2 separate regions of the Sus scrofa genome follow, and region 2 is linked to region 1. A link is a contact called in public Hi-C data. All regions are on one chromosome and are shown on one strand. Each heading gives the region's core, a stretch centred on a gene start, on an enhancer-like site or on the middle of the called end of the contact. The rest is flanking DNA. Distances are from core to core; before and after follow the strand shown. Region 1 holds the start of GMFG (glia maturation factor gamma). Region 2 holds the start of TIMM50 (mitochondrial import inner membrane translocase subunit TIM50).

The links. A called contact is a pair of places that touch in the nucleus more often than the background predicts.
Region 2: a Hi-C map of liver shows a contact between it and region 1, with 4 times the contacts expected there. The contact joins the promoter of TIMM50 here to the promoter of GMFG in region 1. A contact is called at or near these places in 1 of 47 Hi-C or Micro-C datasets (liver) and 1 of 2 datasets of contacts at active chromatin or transcription factors (alveolar macrophages).

The regions. Positions count from the first base shown.
Region 1 is chr6:47,994,198-47,999,493 of Sscrofa11.1, forward strand. GMFG (glia maturation factor gamma) reads right to left here and starts at 3,135. Exons shown (of 7, transcript XM_003133210.6): 1 at 3,029-3,135; 2 at 2,517-2,613; 3 at 2,354-2,403; 4 at 1,847-1,896. The coding sequence starts at 3,031.
Region 2 is chr6:48,123,381-48,128,676 of Sscrofa11.1, forward strand. It overlaps TIMM50 (mitochondrial import inner membrane translocase subunit TIM50), which reads left to right and starts at 3,090. Exons shown (of 13, transcript XM_021097543.1): 1 at 3,090-3,138; 2 at 3,456-3,581; 3 at 3,584-3,741; 4 at 4,623-4,779; 5 at 5,294-5,296. The coding sequence starts at 3,090. SUPT5H (transcription elongation factor SPT5) reads left to right here. Exons shown (of 32, transcript XM_005655822.3): 31 at 1,146-1,241; 32 at 1,322-1,740. The coding sequence ends at 1,465.

The DNA of each region.
Region 1 (5,296 bases), core at 1,885-4,384:
GCTACTTAAAGTCATGCTGTTGTGGGCATAAGGACACGCACCAGGGTGGGGAGTGGAGATGCTCAGAGGCACACCTGGAACTTGCCACACAGGCGGTGGGTGCTGACCCTGAGCCTGCCTCTCCCTGAATCTGCACTCAGGCCCCTGGCCTGGGGCAGAGGGCAGCAGCCATCACCGGGCCTGCAGGGAGGGGGTAGCTGAGAACCCAGCAGGGTTAGAGGTGGGGGCACGTGTGAGCTGAGGGAGGCTCCAAGCCCACAGCACATGCTCCACTGTCCCATCAGACTTCACACAAAATGCAGACTGAGAGATAAAACAGTAAAGAACTGCAACACAGTGGACAGCTGTGCAGCATCAAGCCCCACATTCGAGGCTCCCTTCTGGGTATGGGGCCCTGTGTGACTGCACTTGTCAGATGCCCAGGAAGCGGTGCTGGCTGAGATCTAGAGCCTGGTATTGAGGCTCAAAGTCCTAGGGCACCTAAAATTCACCCCGGTCAAGATGAAAAATCTAAAGAAACCAGTTTTGGGGAGTTCCTATCATGGCTCAGTGGTAATGACCCCGACTAGTATCTATGAGGACATGGGTTCAATCCCTAGTCTATCTCAGTGGATTAAGGATCCGGCGTTACCATGAGCTGTGGTGTAGGTCGCAGATGAGGCTCGGATCCCTCGTTGCTGTGGCTGTGGTGTAGGCCGGCAGCTGCAGCTCTGATTTGACCCCTAGCCTGGGAACCTCCATATACCACAAGTGCGTCCCTAAAAAGACAAAAAAAAAAAAAAAGCAAATTCTAACATCATGTATGACTATTAGTGTCCAATTCTGTAATAAAATGTTAGCACACAGGAGTTCCTAGGGTGGCTCAGCGGCTTAAGAACCGGACTAGTATCCATGGAGGACACGGGTTCGTTCCCTGGCCTCACTCAGTAGATTAAGGATGCTGAGTTGCTGTGGCTGTGATGTTGACCTGCAGCTGCAGCTCCGACTCAATGCCTAGCCCGGGAACTTCCATATGCTGCAGGCATGGCCATAAAAAGAAAAAAATGGCGCCCCCAAACTGAGGTGTGTGTAAATGTAAATATACACTGGCTTTCAAAGGCATTTTATTTTTTTATTTTTTATTCTTTTGTCTTTTTGCTATTTCTTGGGCCGCTCTATGGAGGTTCCCAGGCTAGGGGTCTAATCGGAGCTGTAGCCACCGGCCTACGCCACAGCCACAGCAACACAGGATCCGAGCTGCGTCTGCAACCTACACCACAGCTCACGGCAACGCCGGATCCCTAACCCACTGAGCAAGGGCAGGGACCGAACCCGCAACCTCATGGTTCCTAGTCGGATTCGTTAACCACCACGCTACGACAGGAACTCCTCAAAGGCATTTTTTATTTATAAAAATAAATTTTTTTTTTGCTGGTTTTTTAGGGCTACACCCATGGCATATGGAGGTTCCCAGGCTAGGGGTTAAATTGGAGCTACAGCTGCCAGCCTACACCACAGCCACAGCAATGTGGGATCTGAGCAGTGTCTGCGACCTACACCACAGCTCACAGCAACAACGGATCCCCGACCCACTAAGTGAGGCCAGGGATCAAACCCACATCCTCATGGATACTAGTCGGATTCGTTTCCTCTGCACCACAATGGGAACTCCCTAAGAATGAAAAAAAAAATCTTTTTTTAATTAGTATACAAACCCAAAGTCCTAGGGTAGGAACACTTGACCTTAAACATATAGATTCTGAGCCTGTGAATAGGACTGAAACCCAAATGGTCCTTCAGTCTGTTCCTGCATCATCACCCCACTCCCCACGGCCTGACCTTCCCCTTCCTCCCCCACCCCCCATACCTTGGCTGTCTCTCTGGCAACTCCATTTTTAGTTCCTCCGGAGAAATATTCTGTAGGGGTTAGGGAGGAATAGAGGAAGCAAGATTGGCATTCAATGAACACTTCCTATGTGCCAAGGCGCTGGTCCAAGAAACACACATGGACTAACTCATTGGCCTCTCCCCAAACCCAGAGAGGTAGGTCCTATAATTACCCCTATTTTATAGGTGAACAAACTGAGGTCAGAGGTGTTAAGACACTTGCCTTCTTCTAAACCCATTACCAGGATTAAATCACTGAATCCCCAGACAACACTAAGAGGAAGGTCCCATTATCCCCTTTTCACAGATGAGGAAGCAGAGACCCAGAGAGGCCAAGTCTCTCACCCAGGGTCATAGCTAAGCTGGGATGTGACCTCAGGTCTTTTTGGCCCCCAATGCCAGGTTTTTAGTCACAGCCCCTTGGGTCTCCTGGTTCCACCCTGCATTTCTCAGGGGTCCCATTGCCACCTCCCTCCCCACCCCTCACCTGAAATTCTTCCTCCAACACCACCATCTGCCGGTCTTTGTCCACTTTCACTGGGGAGGGATGGCACACAGGAGTTAGATACCCTTGCCTTCCATCAGTGACATTAGCCCAGCCCTAACGCATGTCCCCACTCCCAATCCTTCCGGGGGAAGATGACACTCACTTATGATAGCTGCGTTGTCTGTCTCTTTTCGAAAGCGGAATTTCCTCAGCTTTTCCTTTAGCTCTGGGTCCACCTCGCACACCACCAGGGAGTCGGACTGCCGGAGGAGCCCAGTAAGAGCAGAGTCGCCTGGCCTCAGCCCTGCCCCCTTCCCCGAACATCGGTTTCTCCAACTAGCAATGAAGAGGAGGCCCTGATAGCTCATAGCTTGCCTTCGTGAGCATTAGGGAAAGGCAGCCTTTCCTCAGGGGAGATGCTGCTCCTTGCAAAGCAGAGGCTGGGCTCAGGCCTTCTCGGCAGGTGCCCTTAGGAAACGCCCAGGGAGACCCAGGGATCTGCTTGCCTGGGACTGAACCCAGAACTGCAATCTCTCTTCCCCCAGCCAGGGCCTTTGTCACAGTGGGACCCCCACCGCCAGACCTCCCTTCCTCGGCCTGACCTTCACCCAGGCATCCTCCCAGCCCCAGCCCCACTCCAGCCCCTAGCCCTTCCCATAGACCCTGGCCCCTGACCATGACTTTTCTGTCCACGAGCCTCTTCTTTTCTGGGTTCCGCTATCTTCTAGGGGTGGCGACCAGGGCTACTGGGGGCGGGGTGTGGGGTAGGGGGAAGGTTTCATCCAACACCACATCCTGTTTATGCCCATTCTGGGCAACTGTCACAGAGGGCTCCTCCCCCTCTTTCCTTCCCCTCATGTGCTCAGACCTTCCAGGCTTTGCAATCACCCCGACTGGGTTTGGATGCTGCCTTATTGTGTGACCCTAGCTAAGTAACTTCACCTCTCTGATTCATGATAAAATAGCTTCGCATGTCTCCCAGCATGGTGGACACATTCATTAGGCAGTAGGTAATGATGAATTCTTTAGCTCTGTCCCTCCTCCAGGAAGGCCTCCTGGATTTCCCTCATCTGGACTATTTCAATTCCAGAGCTGAAAGGGGGAGCTTAGAGATGTTTCCTGGTCAAATGGCCACTTACAATACTGATGGGGATATGGAAGATAGAGAGGGATCACCACGGTGCCCCAGGTAATTGTGAATTTTTTCCTGCAATTATTCAACCTCATGGGCCTTATAATGGGCCCTACAACAATGACGTTCAGTCCTGTCAGACCAGTACCTTGTTTCGCTCTCTCTCTCTCTCTCTTTTTTTTTTTTTTTCTTTTTTTAGGGCCGCTACCTGCGGCATATGGAGGTTCCCAGGCTAGGGGTCAAATTGGAGCAACAGCTGCCGATCTACACCACAGCTACAGCCACACCAGATCCGAGCCATGTCTGTGACCCACACCACAGCTCACGGCAACGCCAGATCCTTAACCCCCTGAGCAAGGCCAGGGTTCGAACCCGCATCCTTATGCATACTGGCCGGATTCATTTCTGCTGAGCCAGGACAGGAACTCCCAGTACCTCCTTTTTGATTAAGAGCATTTTTATTGCCCCCCTTCACCCTGTTCTCATCCTGAAATGAAATTCCTAGATAATGTAACCTACTTATAGACATAAATCCCCCCCAAGACAGTATAGTGTTCTAAATGTGATATAAAGGAGAAATAAAAGGAAAGTAATTTATGAGAAACCCCTGTGTATTTCCATGAGAAAATATAAGCAAACCAGAGAGAATTTTCACAGGACCCAGCCCCATGGCGTCGGCCCGCTGTGCTGGCTTCTTCCATAGCAGCGGGCAGAACTTTCCTGTCCCCTCTGCTCCAGCTCTGGGTCCCACCCTGTCTCTCACCCCCTCAAGGGCATTGGTGCCGAGGCTCTCCCTCTCCCCGTGCCCCCAGGGTCCTCATCTCTGCTAGAGCTTTCCCCTCAGTCCACAGGCGATGTCATTTCTTCCACCTTAGAAACGACAAACCCTATCTTCCGTCCAGCCACTGCCCGTTCATTTCCTTCCCTTTTCAGCAAAACTTCTTGAAAATATTGTCCACACTTGCTGCCTCCAATTTCTCCTCCCAGTTTGCTCGACCCTCTCCCAGCCCCTTTACTCCTGTCCCTCTCCAGCGACATACCTGGTCAGGGCCATCGAGGACGGTCAATTCTCAACCTTGATCTGCTGTGCCCTGTCAGCCACATCCGACACCACCCATCGCTCCCTATGCCCCCAAACGCTTTCTCCCGTTGGCTTCCAGGCCAGCACTCTGGCCTGGTTTTCCTCTGGCTCTCCTGGCCGCTCCTTCTCAGCCTCCTTTTAACCACTGAGGGGCCCAGGGCTCAGGCTTTTGTCCCTTTCTCTCTCCCATCCACTTTCCCCTCTTCCTGAGTGCATCAGTCTCTTGGTGGTCAAAGGGGATAGCCTAGAATTTCTTCAGCCGGGGCCTCTCCCTGAACTCTAGGCTCTTATAGCCAGCTGCCTGCATGACTTCTCCATAAGGATGTCTTATTCAGTTGTTTATTATTTATTTTACATTAATTTATTGAAGTGTAGCTGATTCACAATGTTGTGTTAGTTTCTGCTGTACAGCACAATGACTTAGTTATACATATATATACATACTTTTTCATATTCTTTTTCATATACTTTTCCATTATGGTTTATTAGAGGATATTGACTATAGTTCCCTGTGCTATTATGGTAGGACCGTATTGTTTATCTCCATCTGGATATATATATTTTTTTTTTTTTGGTCTTTTTAGAGCCACTCCCTAAAATTTTCCAGGCTAGGGGTCGAATCAGAGCTGCAGCTGCCAGCCTATCCCACAGCCACAGCAAGGCCAGATCCTCTGAGCTATGTCTGTGATTTACACCACAGCTCACAGCAACGCCAGATCCTTAACCCACT
Region 2 (5,296 bases), core at 1,840-4,339, 130 kb after region 1:
ATGGTACCTACCTGCTGCCTCAAAGCTTAAAGTTGACCCTAGGGTGGTTCTTTGATTACCAAACCTGTATTTTCTTCCTAAGTGGCCCCAGTTCTTAGATGAGTGACTGGCACTTTGTTGGCTCTTCAGTAAATATTGAATTAATTAAACACCAAGAGACAAAGCTAGCTCTAGGCCCTGCCCGCACAGATCTCACATTCCAGTGGGGGAGATAATGTCCCCAGACAGTGACAGCCCTGGTGGCTAGAGCTGGGATGTGAGAAGCCCAGAGGGCAAAGAGGACTGCATGAACCCAGAGGAGGCACCTTATCCCACTTCGGAAGGGGTCAGGGAGGGCTTCCTGGAAAAAGTGACATCTGTGTCGAGACCTGAAGGATGAACAGGAGTAAGCCAGGGGAAATGGCTGGGGAGAGGGCTGAGTGCATTCCAGATAGAGGGCAGGCACAAAGGCCTGGAGGTGAGGGAAGGCCTGGCTTATCTGGGGAGTGGAGCCTCTTCATTGTGGCTGGAACATAAAGACTCAAGGGGGAAGGTGACGGAGGAGGCCAGAGAAGTGGCTGGAGCCAGTCACATGCCAGCCTGTGGATCTTGGATTGTGTCCTGAGGGCACTGGGAGGAGTGGTGGCACCAGAGCTGTGCTGGTCTGTCACAGATGGATTAGGTGTGGTGAGATGGGCCTGGGAGACCAGGGGGAGGTGCAGCTGCACTGCAGGCCTGGGGGGAGGAGAAGAGGGAGGGAGCATCCTCGGGAGGCTGAATGGGCAGGCCTCAGAGCTGGAGGTTGTTGAAGTTGCTGACTGGGGACCGTGGGGCCATCCCTGAGAGACAGCGGCCCAGGAGGAGGAACAAATGTGGGGGGGAAGCTGAGGCCAGTTTGGAACACAGAGAGTCAAGAGCCTGAGAAGCAGTCTCCCTGTTGGCTTAAGTTGGCTTCATGTTGGTGCTTGCCTTGCTAATCTCATCACCCCACCCTGCAGACTGCAGACCCCAGGTCTTGAACTGGGCCCAGCTTTGACCTTTCCTGCTCCTGTGTCACCTTGGAAAAGTGACTTCTTAGAATGAACCCTGATCCTGTGTCCCCTGAGGGTGGGTATCGGGTCTTTGTTGGGAGTAGGCCAGGCTGACCAGGCTGTCCCCACTCCCAGGGAGGCATGTGCTCTGTGTACCTGAAGGACAGTGAGAAGGTTGTCAGCATCTCCAGTGAGCACCTGGAGCCCATCACCCCCACCAAGAACAACAAGGTAAGAGAGGACAAAGGAACGTGGGGGCATTGGGCTGCGCCTCGGACCCTGACCTTGTGTGTGTGTGTCCCCCGCCCCAGGTGAAGGTGATCCTGGGTGAGGATCGGGAAGCCACAGGTGTCCTGCTGAGCATTGATGGCGAGGATGGCATTGTCCGCATGGACCTTGATGAACAGCTCAAGATCCTCAACCTCCGCTTCCTGGGGAAGCTCCTGGAGGCCTGAGACAGGCAGGGTGGACTCTGGCACATGTCTGGCAGATGGAGAGTGTCCCTCCTTCCTCCCCTGGCCCTTGGCTCTGACACAGGATCTGGGGCCTGGAGCAGGGTTAGCCTGATTGTTCAGGATTTCTTTTATTTTCATTTATGGGTTCCTATCTTCCTCCCTATTCATGGGAATCAGAGTAGAGTCTGGGGGAGGGTCCCCACCTTCTTGTACCCCACCTTCCTCGGCTTGCTTTTGTGTTATGGTCTTTAATAAAAAGCTCTTTGGTCAAAAGTCGGGCGTGTGTGGGCGTGTGTTCCAGTTTGTGAGGAGGGTCATTTGCAGACCCCACTTACTTGTGTGGTCTTAGGTAAGTAACAGTCTACTGTCTACATAAACCTCAGTGTTCTCATCTAGAAAATGATACTCCCTACCCTGAGGGCTCTTGAATGTGTAAGATGTTGGAAAGAGATTATTAGAACAGAGCTTGTCATGTAATTGACAAAGTTCCGTCTTATGCTTGAGTCTTATGCTTGAGTCTCATGCTTGAGTGAAGTAAAAATCGGTTAATATTAAATTGGAAACAGATTCCTCCTATGGTGCAGCATTTGATGGTCCTTTCTCTTGAGCCCATCAGCAGTGATGCCAGCATTGCTGTAGCTTGTCTAAGAGCTTGGGCATGGGAATGAGGAGCAGTGTGGCAAACGGGGCTTAGTACCTGACTCCTTCACTTTCCTCATTTGATAGTCACAGGTCTTTTTGCAAATGCAATATAAAATGTATTATAAGATAGTTGAGGGAATTCCCGCTGTGGCACAGTGGGTTAGGAATCCTACTGTAGCAGCTTGGGTCGCTGCAGAGGTGGGGATCTGTACCCAGCTGTGGCCGTCGTTAAAGGATCCAGGGTTGCCCCAGCTAGGGGTGGGTTACAGTTGTGGCTGGGATTCATTCCCTGGCCTGGGGAACTTCCGTATGCTGTGGATGTGGCCATAAAAAATTAAAATGTTGAGCTGTTCAAAAAGATCCACCAAGAACACCCATGTCCCCACCACTCTGCTTAGGAACCTGATAGGAAGGATCCACTTTAGCGGCACACCCAGTACATTCTCCTCCAGAGGTAATCACAGCCCTGAATCCTGTGTCTTTTTCCTAACATCGGTACTTTTACTACCTTAGTATTTATCCCTAAATGTTGTGTGGTGGCTTTAAGTGTTCTTTTAAGTTTACATAACGGAGTTAATAGGTTAAGTAGGGATCCGGTGTTGTCACTGCTGAGGCTCAGGTTGCTTCTACCATCCCAAAGTTCAATCCGTGGCTGGGAACCTTTGCATGCTGCAGGCGAGGAGGAAAAAAAGCCTATATAGACAGCATGACTGGAGTTCCTGTCGTGGCGCAGTGGTTGACAAATCCGACTAGGTACCATGAGCTTGCAGGTTCGATCCCTGGCCTGGCTCAGTGGGTTAAGGATCCGGCGTTGCCGTGAGCTGTGGTGTAGGTTGCAGGCGCAGCTCGGATCCCGCGTTCCTGTGGCTGTGGTGTAGGCCAGCGGCTGCAGCTCCTATTCGACCCCTAGCCTGGGAACCTCCATATCCCGCGGAAGCGGCCCTAGAAAAGGCAGACAAAACAAACAAACAAAAAAACCAGCATGACTTTTTCCCTTGAAAATAATTTGAGGGAGATTTACTGTGGCTCCTGTAGCCTCTGATTCATGGATTTCCTCTCAATACTCGAAGCCCACCAGACAGGGCGACTGTTCTCTTTCGCTGAGCCTCCATATGAAACTGACTGTCTTTCCAGACCGTTTATAGGAAGCTCATGGGAGGAGGGGCCCGCTCCTGACTTTTGGCTGTTAGGACAAATCAAGCAGCCACAGACTGGATCCCTCGGTTAGGGCCTCAGCTTGACCTCCGAGCAGCGGGTGTCTGCCCTGTTCTGCGGCAGGGGCGGTGGAACGCCCTCCGTCTGGAGGGAGGCGTGGTGCCGGCTGACTCTCCTGGTTGGCTTGCCCCAGGCGGCAAAAGAGTGACTGGGGGTGAGCGCGCCCGCTGCAGTGCTCCCGAAGCCTTTTGTCTCTCTCGGGCTCCCGTCCACCCGCCTCTCGCCTGCACCCTTATTGGCTGCGGTGCGGGCCCGGGGCGGGGAGGAGGGGGGGGGGACGAGTGGGCGGGGCCTCGTGGCGTCAGCGCAAGATGGCGGCCTCGGCGGGGCTGTTCTTGCGGTTGCGGAGCGGGCTCTTGCAAGGCGCGCGGGGGCTGTGCGCGAGGCTCGCGACGGCGCCTCCCCGGGCCCCAGACCAGGTGAGCTGGACTGGGGTGGCCCTCGGGTGCGGAGGCTCCTTCCTGGAGTTCCAGGCGGGCCGCTGCCGCCCAGAGGCTCTGGGACACAGCACCTCAGGGTGCTGAATGGAACGCCGCCCGCGTTTTGGGTCTCTTCCCTGCTTCCCCGGGTAGGCGGCGCTTGCTTCCCCGGGCTAGATGCTTAGGGGCTCAAGTGCGTCCTTTGGATCCTACCTCCTCTGGACCCCACGTGGGCGCCCGGGGTGGGGGTGGGGGGGTCACCTGTTCTCCCGTCTTGGCCGCCCTAGGTAATACTAGAGGGGGAGGGGCCCGGGAAGGTCGAGTCCCAGCGTGGCCTTGAGGGTATTTTCCCTGAGAGGGGTGTGGTGGAGAGGTAGATGTTGGAGCTTCTGATTTTGACCTCTCTCCATCTTGACGGAGACCCAGCCATTCTGATCTCCAGGTCTTTCACTTACGTGCCCTACTTCTCCAAGCCCCAGAGAAGCTATTGCTCCTCCAGCCTCGCTCCTATCCCTTCCCTTCCATATCCTGCTACTTTGAGCCCCAGACATCTGGATGACCCTACTCCCCGTCCTGTCCCCTTGTGTGTCCTTCATTGCCTTGCTTTAGGAATCCCAGTGTGCAGACGGACTCCCTGATCTCATCTCCCTGCCCTGCTTTTCCCCTCTTCAGGGTCTCCAATCTTTTGCCTTTAGGATCCTGGGCACCTAGCCTGTCAACTCTTGAACCCCTGGAATCTTGGCTCCAGGCAGGAACACAACTCCGGAGGCCATGTGGGTGTCTGCTTTCTGGCTTCCAACCTTGATTCTTCTCAGTTCAGGGTACCCAAACCACCCTGACTTTTCCCCTCTCTTGGCCAACCTACCCCCTCTCAATTGCAGACTGCAGAGATCGGGAGCCGAGCAGGCACTAAGGTCCAGGTCCAGGGGCCACAGCAGCAGAGGAGCTCGGAGGGTCCCAGCTATGCCAAAAAAGTCGCACTCTGGCTTGCTGGGCTGCTCGGGGCTGGTGGGACCGTGAGCATCGTCTATATCTTCGGTGAGAGACATATGCCTGTCCACCAGTTTTCTTGTCGACCCTCTGTTCTACTGCAGAACAAACCTCCCCGTTTCTTCTAAAGACTTCACCCATCTGTGTTCCCTGGCTCCTCCCTCAGTAGGGCAGCCAACTAGGAAATGAGGGTGGTCTCCCACTGTTCTCCTCAAAGTTCTACTCTTTCTAGTTGTTTCTTGCCCTAAACTACAGGGAGTCAGTTGGAAGAAGAGGGAGGATAGGCCTGAACTAACTTCCTAAGCTACCTCTTCCCTCAGCACTCAAAACCCCAGACCTTCCCCTAGTCCCTTCATTCATTCCTCAGAGACCCAAAAGGCCCTGCCCCAGCCCTTTTTGTCTCAGAGGCCCAAGAATCCTGGCGAAGAGCCCCCTCCTCTCTCAGGAGACAATGCCTCTAGCCCTCTTCATCAGGACCCAGGAGTAGCCCCCCTGCCCCCTTCCTCCCTTAAAACCCAGGAGACCAAGCCTCAGTCCTCATTCATCACTATCTTCCTTGCAGGAA